2 separate regions of the Mus musculus genome follow, and region 2 is linked to region 1. A link is a contact called in public Hi-C data. All regions are on one chromosome and are shown on one strand. Each heading gives the region's core, a stretch centred on a gene start, on an enhancer-like site or on the middle of the called end of the contact. The rest is flanking DNA. Distances are from core to core; before and after follow the strand shown.

Region 1 (5,318 bases), core at 293-2,792:
GACTGCACAGTTAGGTTCCCTCTCTACTTCTGTGTCCCTGATCCCTCTGGTTGCCAGGCCTGGTTCCAGAACCTGGCCTCTGCTGTTTGTCAGGCACTGCAAAGAGATGAAGATGCCTGGCTGGCTGCCCTGGGAGGCTCAAGGTACACAACCTGTTCCCTGGAGTAACCCCATAAGAGGTTATGTCCTCTCAGCACAGAGGCCAGGGACAGGTCCTGGGTTCCCTCTAGGTTACTCTGTAGAGGACTGGGTACTCAATCCCCAAATGACGTGATGGTCACTCCATGGTCTTCTGGGAATGAGGTAAGTGTAAGACAGACCTGAGCAGAGAGAATCGTCAGAAGCACCTCCATGAGGGCCAAGAGAGGTGAACACAGGGCGCCTTCTTCAGAAGAGCATGCATGATAGCAGGGGGTTGGGGGGTTGTGAGGAGGCCACCTTTCCCCTTGGAAGACCCCTGCCAGGGTAAAGGGTGTGACATTAGTCATTCCTCTTCAGACGAACCCATGGGAAAGCAGAGAAAGAACACCTCTGCTGAGTCTGGCCAAAGAGACTTGAGGAAGGATGCAGCTAAGACGGGTCCCAAACAATAATTAAGAATGTTAGTTCAAAATAACATCTATCTACAACCGCCCATCTCATGCTGTCGGGTCACAGAAGCTGATACAAGACATGAAGGGGAGGAAAGGGATCGGAACCCCAAAGCCCAAGACAGACTAAAACCTGGTCTGGTCTCCGGAGCTGGATTCTCAGCCCAAACATCTGGAACCTCTGCATTGGATCCAAAGTTCCAGGAAGGAGCAGAGGACAGGTGGCCTCCACTTACCATGTGCCCTGCCCCGTGAACCCTGGGTCAGAACCAAATTGAGACCTGGAGGATCACTGCACCTGGGGTGAAGGGTAGCCAGAGTCTCTGCATCTGGGAAGCAGGGTGAGTGCCCACCTTTCTTTTCAGGACAGAAAAAGATGCCATATCCCTGCTACCTTGCTGGGTGCTGTGCTGCATTCTGCACAGACTCTCCAAGCTACTGCTGGCTCCTGATAAAGTCCCCACTCCATACCCACTGCTCTAGGGCACCAGGGGCCAGAGGCAGAGGGCATAAGCTCTGCGCAAACATCCTGCCGTCTCCCAAGGAGATTTTCTTTAATAAAAGACTGTGGAAATGTCAGCCAGTCTAAACAAATAGCAAGTTTTATGGAGCTTGAACAGCCTGCATACAATCCTGGAGGTGACTTTGGGGAAAAAAATCAGACTAAAAAGCAGGCACAGAACCTTTCAATATGGGAGCATTTAAGGTCACGATGACTGAACCAGAGACATAGAAGCCGCAGGAAGGAAGGAGATGTCCCCCACAGCCTAGACATGCTGTGTCTGTTCCTGGTCTCTAAGGAGCTGTCTTAGCTACTTTTCCATTGTGACAAAACACCATGACCAAGGCAACTTATAGAAGAGTTTATTAGGGCTTACAGTCCCAGGGGGTTAGTTCACGCCCCCCAAGGCAGGGAGCCTGACAATAGGCAGGCAGGTGTGGCACTGAAACAGTAGCTGAGAACTTACATCCACAACTATGAGGCAAAGAGAGATAACTGGGATAGTGTGGGCCTTTGAAACCTCATGGGTCACCCTCAGTGATACACCCCCTCCAGTAAGGCCACATCGTCCTGAACAGTTCCACTAACTGGGGACCAAGTATTGAAACATACTAAAGTCACATCAGATAAGGGCTCTCTCCTGAAGACCCCAGACAAAGGAACAAAGTGGGTGGACAGCCTTCCCCACACACCTCAGGGGTCTGTCTTCTTGGAGCATCAAAGTTCAGCTTCATTTCCTGTGTCAGGGAGGTCCCAACTCAGGCCTTGGGTCTAGGGGAGCTGCCAAACCCAGCAGTGGGTAAATATTTGTTCCCTCATGCCTATGGGCTTGGGACCTGCTGGGTTTAGGGGCAGGGGTTGAGACTCATGGGGCAAACAGACCTGAGGATCTAGGCACCTACATCCATTAAGGTTTGGAATTCAGAAGCAGTAGGCTGTAAGCACTCAACGTTCCTCTCAAGCAGCATGGATCCAGTTCTAGCCATATTGCCCCACAGGTAAGAAGTGGGTAGGACATCAGGCATGGGTCCCTAGGAATATACTATCTCTAGGCCCTTCCTGCCTCACTCTATGCCTCCTATTCGCCATAAGACAAGCAGCCTCCGGGACACGCTTCTGCCACATAATGTTCTGCCTCTATATGAGCCCAGAACCACAGTGCCCAAGGCACATGGGCTGAAACCCTGAGCCACAAAGAGAAGCCTTCCTTAAGTTGTCCTCCTAGGTACTGCGGTCACAGCAGTAAAAGGTAATCGATACAGTAAATCATCTAAGAGCTAGGACCAACATCAATGGTGAACTCTACACCACTGATGGGTAGCTGGGCCTCCATGAGCAGTAGAGAGAAGGAAAACAGTGGGGTAGTGTCCTTGTCAGATGTCGGAGTGACCAGAAATCTGTGGAAAGAAGTAATGCTGGATCTGGGGCACAGGCTAGGCCACAGACAGACATTCATTTTCTGCCTGGCTATCTCCTTATTCAAGGAGGTTCCATCCTTGGCAACTAACCACCATGCCACGAGGAAGCCCAGGGTTCCTGGGAAGGAACAACAAAACTATGTGTTCCCCCATCTGCTAGAGTAGGTGGAGTAGAGACAGCTGGTCCCTACCACACCCAGCCCGATGTGCAGTGTCCAGAGCAAAATCCACTTCGTTGGTGAGGCTTTGCAAGGCACGGAGTTCAGCATCAGGAGGTAACAGAATCAGTATTTGGGGCTCTTTTTCTATTCTGACTCCCAAGCCGGGTATTGAGCAAAGCAAAATTAGGCTACCACACTATCCCCTTTATGTCAGTCTCTCATCTGGGAGCATTTCTACCCTGAGGGACACAGTGGCCCCAGACAAGGCTAGACCCAGAAGCCAGAATCCCTGTCCCTTTGGAGCATACCTCCACTGTCATGAGCAGACATACTGTCTCATGCAATGCATGAACACATGAGAAACGTGTGTTCAGGACCCATTCTCACATACGAATAAGACTCCAGAGTCAGCTGAGTCCCTTGTCTCACGTGTCCCTACTTGACCTTGGAATAGGCGCATAGGGGAATGATTTAAAAGCCCTTATTCTCCATTTCTCCCTAGTGGTCCACCGGCTGTCTGCCCACCCACTGCTGGGACAGAAGCAGCTCTCAGCCACAGCCACCCCCATCAATCAATATTTTTAATTACCTTTACATGATTGACTAATAAAATTCTCCACTGACTAATTGATTTTTTGATGGGGAGATGAATTTTTTTTTCTCACCTAAATGGCAAGTTGTATTTCTTTTGGTCATTTTAGAAGAAGAAAAATGGGAGAGAGCAGGAATAAGGAGAGACCCAGAGGTTACGAAGATTATAGGCCCAAACTGAAATAAATTAACAGGCAGCCCCAATCACCATGTGGCCCAGCACACACCCAGACATCCTCCTATGCTGTGGTACCATGATGCTCAGGGGGACATTGGACACTGCTTCTTCAAGCAGCATGGGCGGCACTTTGCTTAAGCATCAACTGTTCCATTGTTCTTCAACCTGATCCGTAAAGTTTCCTTTACATTTTATTTATTTATTCATTTATTGCCGTATTGAGAATCAAACCCAGAACCTTACACATGCTAGCCATGTGCCGCATACCTAGTTATATATTCCCATCTCTTTCCTTTCTTTTTAAATACAATCACTGCGTTTCAAATTATTAGAGCAGCTTATTTATTGCCTGTAAGTTGGAAAAGGCAGGCAAATCTAATTAAACACAAAGAGAACTTGCCATAAGCCATGGTGTCAGTGAGCAGAGGCCACTACCGAGGCTGGCTTCACTGCCAGTCACCCACTAGCTCCTAACAGCAGCATTTTCTATTCTGCTCACTGCCCTGGTGCCTAAAGTTGACCAGTACAAGAGACATTCAGTCCCTGCCTTTCACTTGAAGAAATGAATCTATTTCAGCCATATTAAAAAAAAAAGTGGGTCCCAATGGAAAATGCAGAGTAAGAGAAATATAATTTTAATATCTATTATGGGGGAAAAATCAGACATATGGACAAGAAAAAGAGCAATACAATGAACTCCAATGTCCCATCACCAAGAACCACCAATATCTATAGCTTTATTGATCTTCACAGCTCGCTGTTCAGTTAGCATAGTTCTTAGAGACAAGAGCTACCAAACACATTGGACTTAGCAGTAGAGTATTTGTCGGCTGTGCAGAAAGCCCTGAGCTGGAGACATGGCTACACACAGAGATTTGCACACAAAGAACAACAAAGAGGGAAGCCAATGCCTCTTTGCTTAGAGTTTAGTACAACAGGAGGGATAGTCTTACAGGGACTTTGAGGCAGGTGAGGTGAGATATAGCAAGATATTTATAGTAGATAGAGCAAGACTTCTAATGTGCCCTGGGACACTGGGGGGCAGCTAGCTAGAAGCAGGGGTGTGTGACTGGGAGCAGAGTGGGGTGAATTTAGGCTCTTTCTGGCTACTCCTAAGTAGAGGGGGCTTAGAGAATTTGTCATTATTGATCAAAGTCTGGCCCTTTAGGGTCAATTGCACAGGTTATTATGCTGGTTCCTAAGTCGTCCCTAGAGACATAGGCTGGCTTCTTGCTTCTGATTTTGGGTCAGAGGTTTTTTTTTGTTTGTTTGTTTGTTTGTTTTGTTGGTTTTTTTTTGTTTTCCCTCCATTTTTGAGACAGGGTCCTCTGTGTAGCCCTGGCTGTCCTGGAATTCATTGTGTAGACCAGGCTGGCCTCAAACTCAGACATCTACCTGCTTCTACCTCCTAAGTGCTGGGATCAAAGGCGTGAGCCACCACCATGCAACTATTTTATACCAACCATCGTCTGCATCGTCAGCTTCTCAATGAAGACAAGTAGGTGCAGCTTTATGACAGTGATAACCGGGTACCACCGTGTAACACATGGGATGTATTCAAGTTGTTTTTAATTGCAAAGACAACTCAGAAAGTGAGTAGGCAGTCTGGAAATATTGATTGAGTGGAAAAATGAAATGTGAGTGAAGGAGAGAAGACATTTAAATCCCAGACCCAGATCACTGCAGCTCGGGACAGAGCCGAGAAGGAGAACCTTGGAAGGCTGTTGGCAAGACAGCATCAGCATTTCTAATGGGAGGAAATGCAGCTGCTAAGTAGATTTCTTGAGAGGAAAAAAATAACGCAAACATCTGAATTCCAAATTCAAGAATAACTACCAGAAAAAATAAAACAGACTTGGCAGCTTTCAGTAACATAAC
Region 2 (5,902 bases), core at 3,323-5,822, 130 kb before region 1:
CTGAGTTTGTAGAAAAGTCAATCCGTGAGAAGGGTTTTTTTTTTTTTTTTATAGTTTTAAGTACATACAGGTTATTCTTTAAATATGTCATGTCTGTTTAAATTTTTTCCTTTTCAGCCAATCCTGAGACAAAAGAAACATTTTAATTCACTGCACATTCCCAAAGCCTTGCAGAAGGCTCTGCCATTTAAGAACAAACCCAAGACTCAAGCAAAGGCAGGCAAAGTGCCGAGGGACAGGCAGAGACCGGCCGTCATACGTGAACCTCATGAGAGGAAGGTACTGTCCACAGTGACTTACTTGTCTTTGCATTTAGTTATAGAGATAGTGGAAGTTGGGGGAACAACCAGAGGCTGTGTGGCATACTTAGTCATAGTTCACCTATATTTGCATAAGGAGTAACGACCCCTGTCTGGTGGACCGCTTAGCTAGTTGTATATGGTTCCATATAGGATAAATATAGGTGGTTTTTTCATAAGGTAAATGCATACATACCTACATGCAAATTGTGATGAATTTTCACTAAATTAATTTCCACTTGAGATTGAATCTATTTGATACCATCAAGCCAGTGTAGTGAAGTCCTGACTAGGCGACAGGCAGGCTTAGACTGGCTTGTGCTCACCATTTTTGTCTTGTCAGGTCCTGGCTCTGCTAGATGCTCTGAGCACAATACACAGTCAGAAAATGAAAAAGGCCAAAGAGCAGAGACGCCTGCACAACAAGGAGCATGTGAAGATGAAGCAGAAGGAGGAAGAGGACAAGCTGAGGCGGCAGAAGGACCTGAGGAAGAAGCTCTTCCGGATGCAGGGTCAGAAGGAAAAACGAAGTCAGAAGTCTAGTCTGAGAGGAGCTGAGGATACCTGAATGGAGGGGGGGTCTTCCAGAGCTGCAGCCGTGATGGCTTCAGTGCTTGTGACAAGTCATGACGAGAGCTTGTGGAGACTCTGGGATGTGTGGTCCCGCCGTGCCTGGAGGAACTGTAGAAAGCCTGCTGGTGGCATCCGTGCTCATTCACGGCATCCAGCAAGTCACAGTTCAAGGCTGGGAAACTTGGGGCTTTGTGAATTCACTCATTGGTTCTTCCTGACTTGGTTTATTTTGTGCTATAAAAATATTAAACTATTTTCCCATTAATTTTGGCCTAGTGATTTATTTGGGGATGAATACATGACAGTTTGCTTATAAATGACTGCTTACTCTACCATCTTTATGAGGTTCCCAGGAGGATAAATATTAAATGAAGCTTTTGGATTGTATTGGTATTGACTGAGTAGAGAGGCCACAGGTGGCAAAAGTTACAGAGTTGGGTAAGTGGGGCCACCCAATCCTGTTGGAACCCAGATGATAGCACCAAGAGCCCCAGTATGACAGAGATGGAGCTACAAGGTTGTTAGCCTTGCAGAGCTTTGGTCTTTCTGTGACCTAATCTTTCTATGCAGTCTTCCATTTTGGAGCTGGAAAATCTACTCTGTGTCATCTTTGACTCTCTAAGCCTGACTCGGCCCCTAGTACAAGGAATTAATTACTCAGTCTATTCATTAGCATGGTTTAAGGTGAGCCTGCCTTCTTGGGAGTGGTTCTTGGTTCAGGAGAGTACCCTGATGCTGTAGGAATGTTAGGCTTAGACCCAGGGAGACGTATAGTGTTGGTCATGGTATCTCGTCCCAACATGTGACGTTGGTAAGAAGCCTACCAAATTATTACTCCATCAAAGCAGATTTTTTTTTTAATGCAAATTCTGTTGAACAAGGGAAAATACAACCTGATATTAAAGCCAGAAGTTGTCGAGCCAGAGCAACGTTATACACGGAGAATACAGGGATCTCAGTCTGTCCCTCATGTGGTATGGTCAGTGATTTGAGACTGGGTAACAAGGACTGGAAATGTCCTTCTCTTGGGTCTGCAGTTTCTACGCACATTTGGTCTGAAGAAAGCTTGCCCTTGGCTTAACAGATGACGTCACTCGTTGCACCCTCCCATCCTGAAGGAGGAAAGCGCCCTCCTGGGGCCATCATAACTCCATTACTCTGAGTCCTGCCCATGTAATTACAATGAGGCTAGGGTTTAATATATGGATTCTAAGGGGATACCAACATTCAGATCACAGAAGGCAAGTTCCCAGAGGGGCCTGTGGCCTTTTACCAGGAACAGTGTGCCCTGGAAAAAGAAACAATCAGACTTTTTGTGGACTACTGCACACTGAACTAGCACTCATTCAAAAGACCCACAATGTTACTGTAGCCTACCAGTCAAAGTCAGGGTTCACGAAGGTTAAGCAATCGATGGACTTGAGTTTAGATTTGGCTCTCCGCAAGGAAGCCTGTGTGCTGGTTATTGTCCTAGATCCAGATGTGAAATTAGAATAGACAACAGCTGGGAACCTGGAGAGTTCCACATTGGCTTGTGTTGTTTTTCTCCTTGTAACAGCTCTGACAATAAGCAGCTTGAAGGATTCCACTCATGCCTGGAGGGTACAGTCCGTCACCACAGGGAAGATGGTGGCAGAGCTTAGGACAAGGGATTAAACTTTATTTCCCCACCTTCTAAGACTCCCATACAAATGTATAACACACTTCACACAAGACTTTACACAACGGCTGCTACATTATCTGGTTAAATAGTGGACCCCTCCTGAGCTCTTTGGAGCTCTTTGTTTCTGTGTGCCTGTTTTTAGACAACTGGCCCCTTGAATATGAGTTCAAATTCCAATGGGCAACAGTCACCACCTGTCTTAGAGTTGCTGTGAAGAGACACCATGACCATGGCAACTCTTATAAAGAAAAACATTTAATCTGGGCTCGCCTATGATTTCAGAGGTTTAGTCCATTATCATCATGGCAGGAAACATGGCGCTGTGCAGTCATATGTGCTGGAGAAGGAGCCAGAAAGTTCTACATCTGGGTTCACAGGCAGCAGGAAAAAAACTCACCCTGGGCGTGGCTTGAGCATCTGAGACCTCAAAGCCCACCCCAAGTAAGGCCACACTTACTCCAACCAGGTCACACCTCCCAATATCTACACTCCCTATGGACCCGTGGACACCATTTTTACTCAGATCACCACAGCACCTTCCTTTGAATAAAACTAAGTGTACTTCCTGTTTCTGGGTTGGCTCTCTGGGGCACACCCTCCTGGCCAAGAGTAAACTTTGCCTTGTCCAGACACCTATGTTGGAATAGTGGCCAGTCATTTATACAACCCTGAACTTAATTTCTAACAGTTTCAGTCTCCCTCGCCCGAATCATCTCTAACTCCTTGTCTATGAGGATCTGGGGTGATTGCCTTACTAGGACGGGCTGAAGAATTTTTTAGAAGCTGTTCTTGCTAACACTTTAATCTGTTGATTGAATACATTATAAGAACATACAAAAAGGCTGCATGCCTTGATGTGATGGGGAAGGGACAGAGCTTCATTTATGCCAGCCAGGGTCTGCAAAGACCCAGACTGGCTGTTTCCGCCCCTGCCCTGTCCTTGTCTGGTCATACCCATCGGATGCCATACTAGTTACCTTCTTCAGTGTTTCCCACCTTGCAGTTTATGCCTAGCATTTAATCACTCCCTTTACACGTTTTTACTGTAACAGCATTGATACTCTTGGTTAGGGTTTCAGAGCAAAGGCAACTTGGGTAGGAAAGGAGAGTTGTTTGTTATCTTACAGCTTGTGGTCTGCCATCAAGGGAAGTCACGGCAGGGCAGGAACCTGGAGACAGGAACTGATAGAGAGGCCATGGAGGAGTGCTGTTTACACAATGGCTTGCCCAGTCCCATTTCTCAGACAGCTCAGGACTACCTGCCTAGGGGTGGTACCACCCTCCACAAGGCCAGTCTTCCCACACCCATCCTTAGTAAAAACAGACTTGCCTTCAGATCAAGCTGATAAGGCATTTTCTCCATTGGAGTTCTCTCTTCTTAGATACCTTGTGCTAAGTTGACATAAAACTGGTCAGTACAGTGAGATTTCCTGTAGGAAGTAAGTCAGCTTTGTCCCCAGAACTCAATCTAAGGTCTTACCATCTTCCAGAGGCATCTAGACAGCTACCCCTCCCTTCCTCTGCAGCCTTAGCCCTGTCTCTTTGTTCTGTGCCCCACTTGCCCAGAAACTGTTTTAGATTCACCCCTACTTGGGAATTCTGTGCCTTGGCCCTGGCTCCTGAGTCTGTCCCCAGGGGTTCCATTCCATCTCTTCTAATGTTATTTGCATCTGTTAGCTGAAAGATCACAAGACTGGAAGGCTGACCTATGTAGGGTACTTTCTGAAGCTCTGCTGAAATGACTGAGAGCCAAGCTGGTAGCTGTTCCCTTGGGTTGTCTTTCCAGGCCCGGAGCTGGCCCGAGGCCCTTTATGCAGAACGTGCAGGGCATTGGAAGCTAGGCGTGCACACAGAGGAGCCTCGGTTTCCTTACCTGTATAATAAACAGAACCAGGGATATGCCGTGGCTCTGAGGTCTGCCTTTGGGACCAGAAGCAGCATCGATTCCGCTTGTGAGCCACTGTACCTCCACAGTGAGAGGTGTGGGTGGGAGGGAAGGAGTCAAGTGTGTGTACAGCTGCATGTGAGCATCTGCAAGTGTGCGCATCTGAATGCACTCAGGGAGACTGTCGTGTATGGCTGCAAACAAACACACATGAGCTCACATCTGGTTAGCGCACTCAGAGGACTTTCTTTCCCTAGATCCTAGGGGATTAGGGATGTGAGCCCCGTTCTCCGCACCTCCGTGTGAGATTATTAGCAGCTGCAGTGGTCAGAAAGACTGCATGCTGCTCTATGGAGCAGTCTAAGGAACCCCCATAAGGGTCTCTTCATTGGGAGTTACAGCAGCAACCACGAGATGGCGCCATAGGGCAAGGGCTGCAAGAGGAAGGCCAGCCTAACGGGGGCTTCAGAGCCAGACGCCCCCTTCAACTGAACGCTGATGGTTGCAGCCAGCCCCGGATGCTGACCCAGGCATACAGTGAGCACTGAGCACAGAATAACTGCTAGACAGAACTCTTACGATTATTTTGTGCTTATATTCCCAGGGCTGACTGCAGAGCGTGAGCTCACTCATTTTATCTGGAGCTTTGCATGTTTGTTTGTGTAAGAAAGAAAAAAATGTATCATTTAAAACATCCAGGGTTGAGCTCAAAGTACAAAAGAGTTTAATTTTGCCAGTCAGTAGCTATGTGGCTTTGGATATATCTTTGGGGAAAAAAAAGTGTGTGTGTGATATAATCAATTTTTAGAATACATGTGGATGAGTATGCATGGGTATAATGTGCACTACACCTATGGAAATGCGTGTGTGTTTGTATCTCGGCACATGTGTGCATCTGAGTATGACTGTCCTGATTAGTTATATATCCACCTTACATAAGCTAGAGTCATTTGGGAAAAGGGACACTCAATTGAGAAAATGCCCCCATAAGATCTGCCTGTAGACAAGACTGTAGGGCATGTTCTTGATTAGCAGTTGGTGTGGGCTGGCCAAGCTCGCTGGGGGCAGCTCTGCTCTTGAGTTTGGTCCTGTGTGGCTTAAGAAAGCAGGCTGAGAAAGCCATGAGGAGGAAGCCAGTCAGCAGTGTTCCACCATGGCTCCGGCTTCAGCTCCTGTTTCCATCTCCCCGCCCTGCTTGAGGTCCTTCCCTGGCTTCTGTGGTGAACTCAGATGTGGAAGTGTGAGCAACATAAAGTTTTTCCTCCTCAAGTTGCTTTCGGTCACGGTGTTTTATCACAGCAATAGAATTCTCTGTGTGGTTGCAGTATAGGTAAATGCTATAAGGGAGGGAGGAAGAGAGGGGGGTGAGGGAGGAGGGAGGGAGGGAGGGGGGGAAGGTTGAAGAGTTGAGAGGAAATAAGCTGAAGTTGGTAGAAAACATACATTTGTTGCCAAGGAGAGAAGCCACCACTTAAAAAAATC

The links. A called contact is a pair of places that touch in the nucleus more often than the background predicts.
Region 2: a contact with region 1 is called in a Hi-C map of the N1E-115 cell line, with 4 times the contacts expected there. The contact joins the enhancer-like site here to the promoter of 1700069P05Rik in region 1. A contact is called at or near these places in 3 of 484 Hi-C or Micro-C datasets (the C2C12 cell line, the N1E-115 cell line and palatal mesenchyme).

What each region holds. Positions count from the first base shown.
Region 1 is chr6:118,244,678-118,249,995 of GRCm38.p6, reverse strand. 1700069P05Rik (RIKEN cDNA 1700069P05 gene) reads left to right here and starts at 1,542. Exons shown (of 3, transcript NR_040527.1): 1 at 1,542-2,090; 2 at 2,676-2,785; 3 at 3,174-3,301.
Region 2 is chr6:118,378,616-118,384,517 of GRCm38.p6, reverse strand. Bms1 (BMS1, ribosome biogenesis factor) reads left to right here. Exons shown (of 23, transcript NM_194339.1): 22 at 118-279; 23 at 643-1,137. The coding sequence ends at 867. Among named protein-coding and RNA genes, the nearest start is that of Bms1, 38 kb to the left of the region's middle. Within about 2 kb of position 4,572, at least 18 of the 459 cell types and tissues checked have an H3K27ac peak or open chromatin away from gene starts, as enhancers often do. A contact at or near this core is called in the N1E-115 cell line, where this site is marked.